Linked DNA regions of Mus musculus: region 1 is linked to region 2. The links are chromatin contacts, called in public Micro-C maps. All regions are on one chromosome and are shown on one strand. The core of a region is the stretch at or near the end of the contact, and the rest is flanking DNA. Distances in the headings are between cores, read along the strand shown. Region 1 holds the start of Rasgef1c (RasGEF domain family, member 1C). Region 2 holds the start of Mapk9 (mitogen-activated protein kinase 9).

Region 1 (6,917 bases), core at 51-2,550, 55 kb before region 2:
GGCTCCAGGCTCCAACTTTGACTTACAGCACAGAGGTCTCTAGCCAGGGACAGGTACCTTCTCTGGCCAGGCCCAGGCTCTGTCCCAATACCTGCGTCTCTCCAGCCCATTACCCCATTTTATTGTCCTCATAGAGATGATCTTCTAAAACGACTTCAGATTTTCCCTTGCCCTCACACCAGTGTGGGAACAGTGTTCAGGATAGGAAGCTGGCTGCACACAGTAGGTTTTCAGTGAACACAGCATTCTTACGGCACCTGACAAAGTGGCTGAAGTACTGGGGTAGGAGCTGGAACCTCACCTTTGTCACTTCTTGGGAGCAAGTCCTCTCATCCCTCTGAGTCTGTTTACTTGACTGTGAAGTGGAAACAGCCCTGCGCATCAGGTGGGTCTTCCCAGGACCCTTCTTGGCCTCTCTTACCTGCCCTACAGCCACAGGAGGGGGTCAGTTGGAGTGCAAGGGACCCCACCACCTTACCATCTAAGCTGCTGGGCAGACAGCGGCGTTCAGAGCACCCACTTCTCTCCAGGGCTTCTCTGTCTTCATCCTTGAGCCTGCTTCCTGCCACTGCCTGAGGGACACACATGGAGTCCCAGCAGATGCCATGACCCTACAGATCCTCATGGGCACACTGGTCCTCTGGTTTCCAAAAGGCCAAGGTTCGTGTCACCCTTCCCATACAGATCGCAGGTCAACTTCGCTGTGCCCGTTTCAGAGCCAGGGAAACTGAGACTCATGTGGGAGGGGACTCTGGGCCCAGGATGGCTTTTTTCTGCCACTAGCTGGTATAGGGAGGTGGTCTCCTTCCAGCGGCTGGGGGCGTGCCCTTTGCTGAGTCCCCTGGCCTCCAGCCACTGCATGGTACCTCCACTCCGGGACCCTGCGCTCGCCCTGCGCCTTAGGGAGGTGTGTGTGTATGGGCGGATTGGGGCTCCCGCGCCATTCGGCCCAGTGTCATCCACCTCTCCGCCACGCGCGCCGCGGCTCCGGCCACGCGCACTGTCACCCGCGCGCACCTTGCCCCGGGTCAGCCCCGCGCGTGCCCGCCCGCGGCCCGATCCGCCGTCCCCGCCCACGTCGCTGCCGCGCCCCACGGGCGGACCTCGCCGCGCCCCGCACGCCCTTGTCCGCAGCGCAGGTGTGTCTCCTGACCGCGCGTTACTCACCGGCTCCCGGCGCTCCGGCAGCCCGGGCCCGGCCCATCGGCAGCGCCCGCCGCGCCCGCTGCAGCCGCTGCACCGTGGACCGGGCGCTGCCTGCTCGCCCGCTCGCAGCCCGCCGCGATCCCGCACGCAGCCCGCCCGTGCGCCTGGCCCGGCCTGAGCAGCGCGGAGCCCCCTCGCGGCCGCACAGGGAAGCGCGGGTGGAGCCGCCCGAGTCCGCGCAGCGCAACGCAACGCTGCCCGCTGCCCTCCCTGTCCACTCCGCATGCCGTCGCCTTGTCCAAGCCTCTCCTCTGCTCCCAGCTCCCGGGATCAAGACCCAATGTCCAGGAATGCGCTCGGGACCCTCAATGTGATTCGTTTCCCCTCGCTTGAGGGAAGTCCCGCGTGCTAAAACTGCTCCTGTGGTGCTCTCCCAAGCCTGGTCCCCGAGCCCCCAGCACTTAAACTGCCATCAGGCCATACCTCTTCTCTGGACCAGCCTCTGGAATCCCGAAACCCAGGTCACACTTGCTTCAAGGCTGAGTCCTGGCCTCTCCTACAACGGCCACTGAACTTTGGGTGGTCTGTGTCCTGGAGTCCTATTGGCACAGGCTAAGTGTCAAAAGAATGGCGAAGACTGCACACACCCTCCTCCCTATAGTGAGGGACATAGCTGCGTTTCATGGCTCTGGAGGCACTGCGATGCTAGAAAGATAAAGCAGGGCGGTCATAATTTTAAGTGAAAAGAAGGAGCCAACACAGGACCTGGTGACCTTCTGCCCTGGCTCCATCCAGGCGTGTCTCACTGCAGAGGTCAGGACATCTGTCTTCTGCTTTGGCAGAACCTCCTGATGAATTGTGGCAGGAACCCAACTCAATTCACTCAAGCGGAGTTTATTGGTTATTAAAACATGGGGGGGGGAGAAGCAATGTTGATTCCTAGGGTAGTTAAATCATAGTCTTTGACTCTCCAGTGGGGAGAGTGCTGGGAGCCAAGGTGGAAGGGAGCAGGGCTGGAGTAACCTCCTGAATACTAGGAAGAGGTAGGTCGTGTTCTTGATTGTGGCCCTAGGGACAAATTAGCCCCAGTTCTGCCCAAAGCATTCCCAGCAAGAGGAGATGGTACATCCCCAACTACCTTGGCTCCTAAGAAGCCCCCTGCCTTGGTTTTCTGGATTGCATCTCCCATTCACAGTGGTCTGGACCACAAAAGTTCATCCCACAAGGTTGTCACTGAGAGGGCATAAGAGGGAGAAGCAAGCAGCATGAACCAGTGTAGAGGGGGCAGGCAGAGGAGAGCTGAGAAGCACAGACCCTAGACAGGGTCAGTGAATGGTGCAGATACAAGAAAGGAAAAGCCACAGGGCTTAGTGATACAGGACAGGAGAACTTGAGAGGAGTGGGAGATTCTGGGTTGGTGAGGGGTGAGGGGGAAATTTCCCAGGGGTGGCTGTTGGGTAGGTAGTAGTTGTGAGGTTTGCTGAGGCACCCTTTCCCAGAAGGTGGTGAGACTGTGTGGCCAAAGGAAATCTTGGGAAAGTCCTGAAGACAGCTAGTGAGTGCAGTCTGGAATTGGGTCCTTGGGGTAAAAGAAGGAGACCCTTGGGTTTCAGTGGCCATAGACACCCTGTGCAGGTCCTCAGCGGCATTCTGTCTCAGCCTTGGCATAAATGCATCAGGTGACTCAGGGAAGCCTGACAGCCTGCAAGGTGGCCGAACAGGATCACCAATAAAATGCAAGAACAAAGACGACAGAACTTTGGGCTCCAGCCAATGCACTTTATCAGCAGAGCCCATAAACTGTCCGTTCTTGGGTCTGATGAAAGCCCTCCAACGTTACTACAAGGGCAGACAGAGCACTAGGAGAAAGTCACGCTACAGTCAGCTACAAGGAGGTGTGTGTGTGTGTGTGTGTGTGTGTGTGTGTGTGAGAGAGAGAGAGAGAGAGAGAGAGAGAGAATCTCTTATTGTTTACACACCAGGATTCTGCCTTCCCACAGAGTATGAGTGAAGACTTGGGAGGAGGAGGAAGCAAGAGTGCCCATATGTGTATATATGTGCAGTACGGGTCTGCATGTGCTAAATGTATGCAGTATGTGATGAATGGTGGTGTTTATACTCTACACATGCATGCAGAACACTTGGGTGTGATATGTATGCGGTATGTGGTGCATCTGCATGTACATTATGTATGTGAGGTGTGCATGACTCCGTGTGTGTGTGAGAGAGGTATGTGTAGAGTAAGCATGGATCTGGATGTAGGTAGGATGGGTTCCTAGTACCATCATGATGCTAGCCTGTAACTAAAGGATGCTATCTCAGATGGGATCCTGGCAATGGAGCCTGAGATAAGACTGGAGGTTGCCGAGGTGGAAGGAGATTCCAGGGAGCCAGGGCTAGAGCAGGGAAGGAGGGGCAACTCATAAAGGACGCATTGTTAGGATGGTGACCATCACGGCCAACTAAAGCCTGTCTTCCTGGAGACTCTGTGGGAACTGTACTGAATACAGATGGCTGAGATTACAGAGGGCACAGAACCTGCCTTCTTCAAAATACCTATTGGAACACCCAAATTCTTGTAGGTCTTACCTGAAGCCCAGTCACCTCCCTCCTCCACCACACTAAGCCACAGGCAGTGCCTTTTCCAGTTTGTGCATGTCGGAGGTTGAGTCCAGGGTCAGAGCAGTTTCTGCATCCTTGTTGGGCCATGGCTATTTGCACATCTATGGTTATAAGTAGAGTCAGAAGCACAGAGATGCTCAGGCCTGCATCCTAGATACTGGTCCTCATGCTTTTCCAGGGCAGAAGCCTGCCTCCTTGTATTGGCTGACTGCCCCTTAGTGTGGTTTAACTTGACACGTTCCCCATTATATCAGTCTCTTGGTTCCCAGATGCTGGTCCTACTTTGGAGGCTGTGACATCTGAGGAGGAAGAACCCAGCCAGAGGTTATAGACCACTGAGGCATTCATTCGCAGGTTACTCCAGGACCCGAGTCAGGTCCTCTTCCTCTGTCTGCTATGAGGTCAAGGTCCTCATCACAGCCTCTTGCCACGATGATGCTCTGTCCAAGGACAAAGTGACCATGGCCTGAACCTTCAGAAACCGTGGACTGACATGAGTAATCCCTTCCCTTTTGTTGCCATCCGCTTGTGTGTGATAATGAGAAAGAGTGTTTGCTGTTGCTAACCCTGGTGATGAGGTCTTCAGGCCTTTGGAAGTGGTTGTGGGGGAAATTTGAAGACTTTGGAAAAGCAGGCTAGAGAGCTCGGAAGTGTTGTATGCTCATCTTAACTGGCAGTGATGGTGGGAACTCGGGAGATCAGAACCCCATTGGGAATGCAGACAGCAGAAGACTTCTCGTGAGACTTCAGACAGGCACAGGCACAGTGTGCTGGGAACTGGACCAAGGTGGCTCATGCTGTAGTCTGGCAAAGGACTTCTCTGTATATTTCTACCTCCTGAGACTTTATGGGAGACAGAGTTTAAAGGTAACAAAACAGATTCTCTCCCTCCCTCCCTCCCTCCCTCCCTCCTTCCCTTCCTCCCTCCCTCCCTCCCTCCCTCCCTCCCTCCCTCCCTCCTTCCCTTCTTCCCTCTTACTTTCCCTCCCTCCCTCCCTCCCTCCTTCCCTTTCTCCCTCCCTCTCTCCCTCCCTCCCTCCCTCCCTCCCTCCCTCCCTCCCTCCTTCCCTTCCTCCCTCCGTCCCTCCCTCCCTCCCTCCCTCCGTCCCTCTCCCTCTTCCTTTCCCTCCCTCCCTCCCTCCTTCCTTCCCTCTTTTTTCTTTTTCTTTTGGAGATGCTGAGGACTGAACCCAAGGCCTTGTGCATACTAAGTAAGTACCTTACCATTGAACTCTATCCACAATCCTTTTTCCCATTAAAACATTATTTTTTAGATAGGGTATAATGGTTCAACTCTCTCATACACTCAAGAGATTGGATGCTTGGCCCACAGGGAGGTGTATTCTCATTGGAATAGCTATGGCCTTATTGGAGGAAGTCACTGTGGGAGCTTTGACAGTCTCCACTTGGTTACTTTTGGATGAAGATGAACTCTCTACTCCTCCAGCACCGTGTCTGCCTGCACACTGCCATGCTTCCTGCCTTGATAATGGACTGAACCCCTGAAACCGTAAGCCAGCCCCAATTAAACATTGTCCTTTATAAGCATTGTCTTGGCTATACTGTCTGTTCACAGCAATGGAAACCTAAACTAAGACATAGGGTTTCACTAAGTTGCCCAGGCTGGTCTTGAACTAATTTTGTAGCTCCAGAAAAATCTTAAATTCACAGTCCTCCTGCCTCAGCTCCCTGAGTAGTTGAGAGGACTCTGGAACTAGGTCTGGCTTTCCAGAGGAACTGTAAACACAGCACAGGTACAAACTGTGGCATGGTTGTTACTCGCTGCTTTTAGCCACATTTACAATGAGAATCAGGAGTAAAAAAAAGATTTGAAAATATACATCCTGCCTAGGCAAGATGGGGCACCCCTTAATGCCAGCACTCAAGACGTAGAGGCAGGAGGATCTCTTGAGTTTGAAGCCTAGTCTACATATTAAATTCCAGGACAGTCAGGGATATGCAGAGAGACCATATCTAAAAATAAATAAGTAAGTAAACAAGAAAGAAAGAAAGAAAGAAAGAAAGAAAGAAAGAAAGAAAGAAAGAAAGAATAGAGTAGAATAGAAAAAAGAAAGATGGAGAAAATCTGTGGTCTCGCCACAGAAAGAAGCATGTTTAAAGTTGAGGACAAGAAGGGTGTGGTTGTTAAAGAGATTGGTGGCATTAAAAATAATCCAAATATTTGCACCTTGAAGGCTATGGTAGAGTCCTAGTCTGCTCCCACAAAGTTCCCCCAACTGTTTGTCTGTCTGTCCATTATCTGTCCATTGGTCTGTCCATCATCTTCCTGTCTGTCATGAGGTGAGCATGCTCCTGCACTATAAATGTTCTGCCGGGTGCAAAGGACTAAGTAACCATGAACTTCCCGGAATCCTCAAAACCTTGATACTGAATAAATAATTACTCCCCTAAAGTTGTTTTTTTTTTTCCCCTTCAGATATTCTGCCATAGCATTAAAGAGTGTGACTAATACAAAGACTCTGAAAGTTAATATGTTCTTATGCTTGTATTCAAAACTAGCCTTGAGCCACACTATGACCAATAGCAAGCCTTGTGCCAATAATCTCAAATTGTAGATTTCCATAATAGCATTAAAGGGCACATAAAAATATCAGGAAAGGGAGGGGGAGGATTGGAGAGGGAAGAGGAAGAGGAGGGAAAGGTTTCATGTTTTAGTAATTTTGGGTGTGTTGTGTGGGGTTGGGATATTGAGGCTAGATTCTCCCTAATGTACCTGCGAATTAACTGCAGGGCTGGGTATCTTCTCGATACTGAGAGCTGCATTAAATCTTCTCATCTCCCAGGGATTAGGAGACCAGGACCCTGGACAGGGGACATGAAAATGCAGCAGGCAACCCATGCAGACCACAGAGGGGCAGCGAATTGGCCCTGAACTCTCACTTTTCACCTGGTGGGAACCCTTCGCACTTCAGAACCTGGCAGAGCGTGTGAATCCCATCTTAGGTTCTGGCAGGAAACCACTGCCAGAGAGACAGGAAAACCACCAGAGACTCTGGAATTTTTGCAGAGGTAAAGCAGCCAAGTTGGAGAGTATGGACACAGGGTTGCCAAAAGAAGGTCTGTTTCCACAACAAGACAGTAGTCCAATTTTGAGGGTGTGTGGGTGAAGGACAACTCTTCCGTGAGCA
Region 2 (6,941 bases), core at 1,504-4,003:
GGATCTAAGGTCAGGGATGGAACAAGACTGTCAGAGTTGAAACCTGTAGACACTGATACTAGGCTGTTTATTTTTTTTTAACAAATTTGAAAGTCCCCATCATAAACAACTAACAGACTGCTATTGAAATCAATTCACACAGAGGTCAAGTATAAACCATTAATAATTATTTTTTAATAAAATTGCCACCTTCTTAGCCAGGTGTGAAAGATAACTTTGTATGTAGACAAATATAGCAGCCTACTGACAAGTTTATAGTTTTCTTTTAAGATCAGATTTTTGTTTTATCTTATAAGCTTTTAAAAATTAGTAACTCATTAATAATTACTTTGTTTGGCATTTTGATTTGTACAGAAGGTTAAGACTTATTTTTCCATTTGAAACTGACAAATCCAAGTATACCTTTGACCATTCATAAAGGACACAGCAAAGTATCCGTTAACAAGTAATTATAAAGTCCCGAGACCCTGCAAATTAAAACCTCAGGAAAACCAAAGCTCTCCAGAGATTATGCCCCAAAAACGACAATTATTTTTAACTATGCAGGACTCTTCTGAAAGGGAGGAGAGAAACATTTATAGATTGGCTATTGTTCTTCCAGAACAAATCGAAAACCAAACACAAATAGAGCTGAGAACCTTAGATTGAGGGCAATCTGGGTTCGAGTTCTCACTGGCTGCCTGCGCTGAAGCAAACTGCTGAAGCACTGAGCCTCCGTTTCTTCCTCTGTGGAACCCAGTGTGCCAGCCACACTCAAATGAGTGCCTGGCTGGTATCTGGGGAACAGGGCCTAGCTCCTCTGGCCTCAGGCTACAGTTCCTGCTCCTCCATGCTTCTCCCTCCCACACTGCCTGCTCAGGAGGTTAGCAGTGCTGCATGAGGTCCGCATTTTGGCTTGGCACCAAATAGCTAGTTTTAATTAGCTATTGCCAACACTGACATATCAGAGTCCAGATACAAACTTGGAATCCTGGCTTTTACAAAAATTGCTGAACCAAGTTCTGGAGCTCTGGGGTCTCCAGCACCCCATAAAGCCCCACACTTGCCCTGGAGGGCTGATTCTTGGCTCCAGACTGAGCAGAGTTCCTTGTTGATCTTGCCCTTTCACTTTCTGTCTGTCCCTGCTCAAGGCCCTCCAGCACCCCCACCCCACACCCTCCATTTCTAGGGCACAGACCCTTCACTATAGCTGGTGTCATATCCTGTCCTAGAACTGTGTGCATGCCAGTCTGCTCTATGGGGCTCCTGGACTCTCTGGGGGACGGTACCCTGTTGCTATCTCCTTTGTGTCCCCAGAGCCCAGCAGAAAGCATGACCTAGATAATACAGAATCCAGTAGATAACTCCTGAATGTGTGGAAGGAAGCCAGAGCAAAACTCTTACCAAAACGTATTTTTTTTATCACAAATTGTTCTGACAGCTACTAGAAAGAGATTAAAAACATGAAAATATTTCACAAAGTGAGAATCAGCGTCTGTTTGCTTACAAGTTTCACAAGTTAAAGTCACCAACAAAATGGACAAAGCAGAGATAATAATAGGCAGGGATGGTCTTACTGTTCATTCACTGATCTGACTTTACAGATGAAACAACTACCTGTACTCACCATGCTATACAAAAAGGACGGGGCAATAAATCAGATAGCATCAATCCAGAGTAGGTACTGGATGGAAAATTAAAGAAACTGATGAGCGAGAATGACTAAGCGAGGGAAAAGGGTGGTCAAGCTAGGTAGGCCTCGCCTATAACAAGACACTGAACCACAGGAGGAAGCGATGTGAGAGAAGACAGCTGGGTAAAAATCTTATAGACAACTCTGAACATAGAGAAATCGAAGTGCAAAGGTCCTGAGGTAAATAAATGATTTTGGCATGCCCAAGGCAGGTGAGCTTAGGATAGGAGAGCAGAGATCTGCTTCTGTTAAGAGGGGAAGGAGTGGCGGAGGAGGTGGGCAGGGCCCACTCTGGCTTTGCTGGGCACTGAAGATGAATGACAAGGCTCGGGAGGGGGGGCAGAAGTGGGGGAGGACTCTAAGCGGATGAGGGGGAGTTCCTACGACACTCACATCAGCAAGGGAGCATTTATTTACCCACTCAGATGCTCTCAAATGTGCGCCTTAGGCTTCTCTGCCCTAACGCTTTGAGACAGTTACACTGCCCGTTAACAACCCCGACCAAACCCTAGACATTCTACCATTACTCCCGAGGGGAAAGCAGAGGGCCAGTGAGGGTCGCAGTCACCGCCAAGGTCGCGGGGACCAGAGCTCAGGCTCCAGGGCATGCAGCGGGGTGCAGCGACGTGCCTCACAGCTGGAGGAAAGGCGCCCACAGATCCCTGCGGGCAGGTCTGCTGGGGCCCGGCCAGACAGCCGGCCTGCAGCCCTGGGGCTGCACACACCAGGCGGGAGAGAACGACCGCGGAACCGTGGATAGCCGGGCAGTACCGAGCAGTCCACCCCCTGAGCCCCGCACCCCAGGCCCTGCGTGGCCCGAGCAGCCCCGCCAGGCCTAGCCGCCCGCCCGGCTCACCTCGGCTCCGCGCCGCCGCGCCGGAGGCAGAGGGAGGGCACGCTGGCGGCGATGCGTTCTGGCGGCACCCAGCTCCACGACCTGGACCCGGTCGCCCCGCCCCGCTCTGCTCCGCCCCGTCGCCGTCGCAGTGGGTGTGAGGGGCGCGGGGCGCTGCGACCCTTCCGGTCCGGTTCCCTTCTGCTCCGCTGCTGCCACCGCCGCCGCCGCCGCCGCGGCGCTCAGTCTGACGGATTCTTAGGCCAGCCAATCAGAACTAGGATATCCAGACAGGCGGGACCAATTGAGACTGGGGGTGGGCAAGGCTGGGCAGTACGGGCGTGGCTGGAGGCTGGGTGTGGGCGGGGCCAGTGGCGCGCTCTGGATGCCCTAGTGCAGAGTGGCGCCCCCTAGGCGGCTCGCCGTCTGACCGTCTGCTTGCTGGAAGAGCGTCCGCCAGTGTGCACAGAGTTAGGGATCCAGGTCAAGCTAGGACCGTCTCCTGAGCCCGCCCTCCAGGGCCAGGAGACCCGCATGCGCCGGAGAGGGTGGGCCAAGGGGAGCCAGAGCCGGGGAGGGGCGAGGCGTGACTTTGCGACTACAGTGTAGGAGCCATTGTCAGGCCTCGGTTGTAGCAGGTGCAAATGGAGAGGCGACTTGGAAAAGGACTAAAGACAGCCGGGTTAGACAAGAGTTCTGGGCATGATCAAGGACTTGAAGCCTGGGAACCTGGAGTACAACGGCCCCGGAGGAAGAACCAGGACAAGCCGCGGGGCCTTGGGGTTTGTTTTTCACTAAGGCAGATGCCACACTGAATGGGATCATAACAGGGGTGCGGCCAGATGTCCAGAAGGTGGGGGTTGGGGAGACGGTGACCATGACCCTGATGAGTCAGTGACGGGTATAGCCTAAAGAGGCCTCTTATAAGAGACAAGTTTCTGCTTTGGTGTAGAGGGGTGAGGAGGGTGTCCGTCCAGTGCTGAAGGGCTTCTAGACAGTGGGTCTTTAACACTGCTGCTTTTGTTGACGCTTCTGCAGACCTCTGGCTCTCAAGTAGGTTCCAGAAGGTCTGAGGTGAATCAGATGTTTGGAAAACTCAGAATTTGGGATTCTGACTACTCTGTGTTTTGATAGAGAGGCTGCAAGTGAGACAGGGACGTTGAACACACTGAGGGAAGCTACGAACAGGTTAGGCTGAGGACTGGTCAATAAGGGATTGGAAAAATGGAGACAGTAGTTGACAAGTGGTGTCTATGGTGGTAGAGCTGTAGTCACAAGATGCCAAGGAGGAGCCAGGGAGAAGGACTCTGCGTATAGGAAGATCAAGAGACTAGGAGGCCCCATGAATCTCCGCAGAATTTGAAGAGAGCTGTGACTCTGGTTTCAAGCACTGAACTAGGGTGGTGGAGGCTCAGAGGAGCAGTAGGGTCGAGAAGGGGATCCAGACAATCACAGTGTCTCTGTCCTATTCTGCTTTTATATTGGTGTGACAAGGCACAATGACCAGAAAGCACTTCGGGGAGGAGAGGGTTTATTTTGGATTAGAACTCTGAGGTCACACTCCATCGTTAAAGGAAGTAGGAAACTCAAGGCAGGAACCAAAGCAGAGGAAGTGGGGGAACGCAGCTCACTAGGTCAGGGATGGAACTGCCTCCAGTGTGCTAGGCCCTCCCACATCAATCATTTGTGAAGAAAATGTCCCCACAAACTTTATTACAGACCAATCTTAGGGAGGCATTGTCTCAGTTAAAAGTCTCTCTTCCCAGATAGGACTAAATCGAGTTGACCAAGCCCAACTAGCAGAGTCCTCCTTTGGCCACCCCCATGCTGGCCACCAGGGGGAGTATGGTTTATTCCTGCTCAAAATTCTCCTAGTTCCTGAGTGTGCTGCTTTGAGAAAGGTTCTTTTTGTGAGCTTCTGTCCACACCTGTCCTCACCTCGGCTCTTCCCGTCACTGCTTTAGAAGCTCCAAAGAAAACAGAGCCAGCAGTTGGCATTATTAAAAACCAGCACAGCCTGGCTACCATTGTTGCAGTTTCCCTGAAGAACACTAATGAGTGCTTCCCCTCAGATTAGAATCCCTAGACATCCAAGACTGGTGTTATAGCCAACTCAATGCAAAGTAAGTAACCACAAATCATCATGGGTATGTTTACCCAGTAAGTTTCCCATTCAGATTCTGTTTTTTTCTACAGACGCTGCTCTTTGTTCTTTTTTTTTTCAAAATAATGGTGAACATACTGAGGTGAAATGACAGGGTGGGGTGGAATGGCGGGAGTCCGTGCTTTGAATGAGTGCACAGAATCCTGGGCGAAGCCTCTAAGTGCAAAGATCCCGCCAACAGTGTGTTGTGTCGTGGGCTCCATACATGGACACTGACGCCTGGTCACAGTGGCCGGGCTGGGAGGAACAGTGGAAGAACTTTTGGCAGAAGGAAGTTCTTACCGAGGCTGGAAAACAAAGCAAAGGGCTGGGTCTGAGACTTTGAAACACATTTGGGCCAAGTGCTCAGAAGGAGGAGGGACTCAGAACGGGGAGGGGCATGTGTGCTGTGTCCACAGAACCACAGCCACCTGTACTGGCAGGAGTGGTAGGTAAGGAGATTGGAGTGATGCGGCCTTTGGGGACAGAGTGGCGTTGGTGACCATGGGCTGATGGGCACATAGGCCGCCTTGTTTATTGCTCTGCCTTATTTAGACAAATGGGTAAATGGTTGCTTTTGTGCCACCTCTTCATCATTTAAAACTGAAAGGGATTCCAAAACAAAAGCAACAACTCCATTGTTGGGTTCTCTTCACAAAGGGCTGTGGTCCTGAGAAACTGGGTGGAAGATACCCCTACAGGTAAAGCCCCAGTTTTCCTTCACCCTATTCTTCCTGTGGCCCTTACCTATCTGTCTTTGCAGCATGATAGGCTGGAAATCTGGCTGTAAGGTAAAGGGCAGCCGTTACGGGTGGTAAGCAAGGAGCTAAGTGATGTGATTCAACGTGCATTTTAGAAAGCTCACTAAGACTTGTAAGATTTGAAGAATGGCGGGCTAAGACGACAAGACCAGTTGAGAGCTACAGCAAAGGCCATTTTGAGAAACTGAAGCATGGGTTGGGGCTATCTATGGTAGCAGGTGCCAAGAGGAAAGAATTGATTTTTAAATTGCTTCAAGACTGTAGGGGGATATAAATCAATCTGCAATGAGCTATCACTACATAACCAGTAGGAATCATGCACTAAAACTTAATATCAAGTGTTGACGGTGACATGAAGCAGGTGGAACTCATGCTCGGCTGGTGGGTATATTTTGCAAAATAGTACAGCAATTTTGGATTGAGCTGAAAGTCCACTGTACATACCACGCAAGCATCAGGAGGCATGAGTCCTGGGCTTGGGGTGCTAGGATAACAAGAATTTGTCAGAGGCCTGCTTCTATGCAAGCTCTTCCTTGGTCTGTGTTCCAATTGAATTCTACTTATCAGCAATACTCCCTTGGGCAAGGGATTAGCTCCTCTGGGCCTAATTCTGTAGGAAGTAGTAAAGACAGCAATTCTTGCCTGTTGGGGATGCTGCTCTGTCTCCCTGTTCTCCGTTTCTACTCTTTTCAAACATTTCTTCTCTTCTCCCCTACTGCTACCACTGCTGAGGAATCTAACTGAAGAATCCAATGTGTTCTGTAGAGGAAAACAACTGGACATAAACCAATGGGGACAAGTATTGTCTGTCTCTCTGTCTCTCTCTGTGTTTCTCTCTCTCTCTCTCTCTCTCTCTCTCTCTCTCTCTCTCTCTCTGTGTGTGTGTGTGTGTGTGTGTGTTTACATGAAATATCAGAGGCAGGCCACTTTATAAAGAGAGCCAGGATCAAGGACTTAGCTCAGTAGTAGAGCACTTGCCTACAGTAATGGTTCATTTCTATCATGAATGTCAAGAGATTGAGACCTGAGTGGGAAGTTGGTAAAATGCACATCCAGATGTGGCTCTGGGGCTCTGGAGCTGTTGCCAGAGACTAGCTAAGGGGAGAGCACCCACCCTGAGTGTGCATGCTACTAAATAGGTTGGGGCCCCATGGAGTAAATGAGGAAAGGCAGGGTAAGCCACAGTGTGGGCGTTCCCTCTCTCTGCTTCCTAACAGCTGTGATGTGCACTGCCCTGCTCCTCCCTATCCGTCCTCCCTGCCAGGATGGAGTGAGTCTCTGAACCCACGTCCAAAGGAAACTCTCTCCTCATTTGTTCCTGTCAGCTTCTTTACCACAATGATAAGAATGAGCAGCACATAGCAGGTGAAAGGCTCTGGTGCAGACCCCAGGACCATAAGACAAAACTGAACTAGAAACCCCAACAACAGCAAGTAAAAGGAAAAAGGGAAGGGGAGTGAGTGATAATTCAAAGACAGACCAGAGCTTAGTCCTCTAGACCCCCATTTTAAAAGTTAGACATGTGCTTCT

The links. Hi-C and Micro-C count contacts between places; a contact is called where the count stands out from the background.
Region 1: a Micro-C map of embryonic stem cells shows a contact between it and region 2, with 2.7 times the contacts expected there. The contact joins the promoter of Rasgef1c here to the promoter of Mapk9 in region 2. A contact is called at or near these places in 1 of 15 datasets of contacts at CTCF or cohesin (embryonic stem cells), 1 of 484 Hi-C or Micro-C datasets (embryonic stem cells), 1 of 115 datasets of contacts at active chromatin or transcription factors (embryonic stem cells) and 2 of 9 other capture datasets (adipose tissue and liver).

Annotation. Positions count from the first base shown.
Region 1 is chr11:49,896,218-49,903,134 of GRCm38.p6, reverse strand. It overlaps Rasgef1c (RasGEF domain family, member 1C), which reads right to left and starts at 1,300. Exons shown (of 14, transcript NM_029004.1): 1 at 1,168-1,300.
Region 2 is chr11:49,842,563-49,849,503 of GRCm38.p6, reverse strand. Mapk9 (mitogen-activated protein kinase 9) reads right to left here and starts at 2,753. Exons shown (of 12, transcript NM_207692.2): 1 at 2,529-2,753. Gm36507 (a long non-coding RNA gene) reads left to right here and starts at 3,207. Exons shown (of 4, transcript XR_003949545.1): 1 at 3,207-3,289.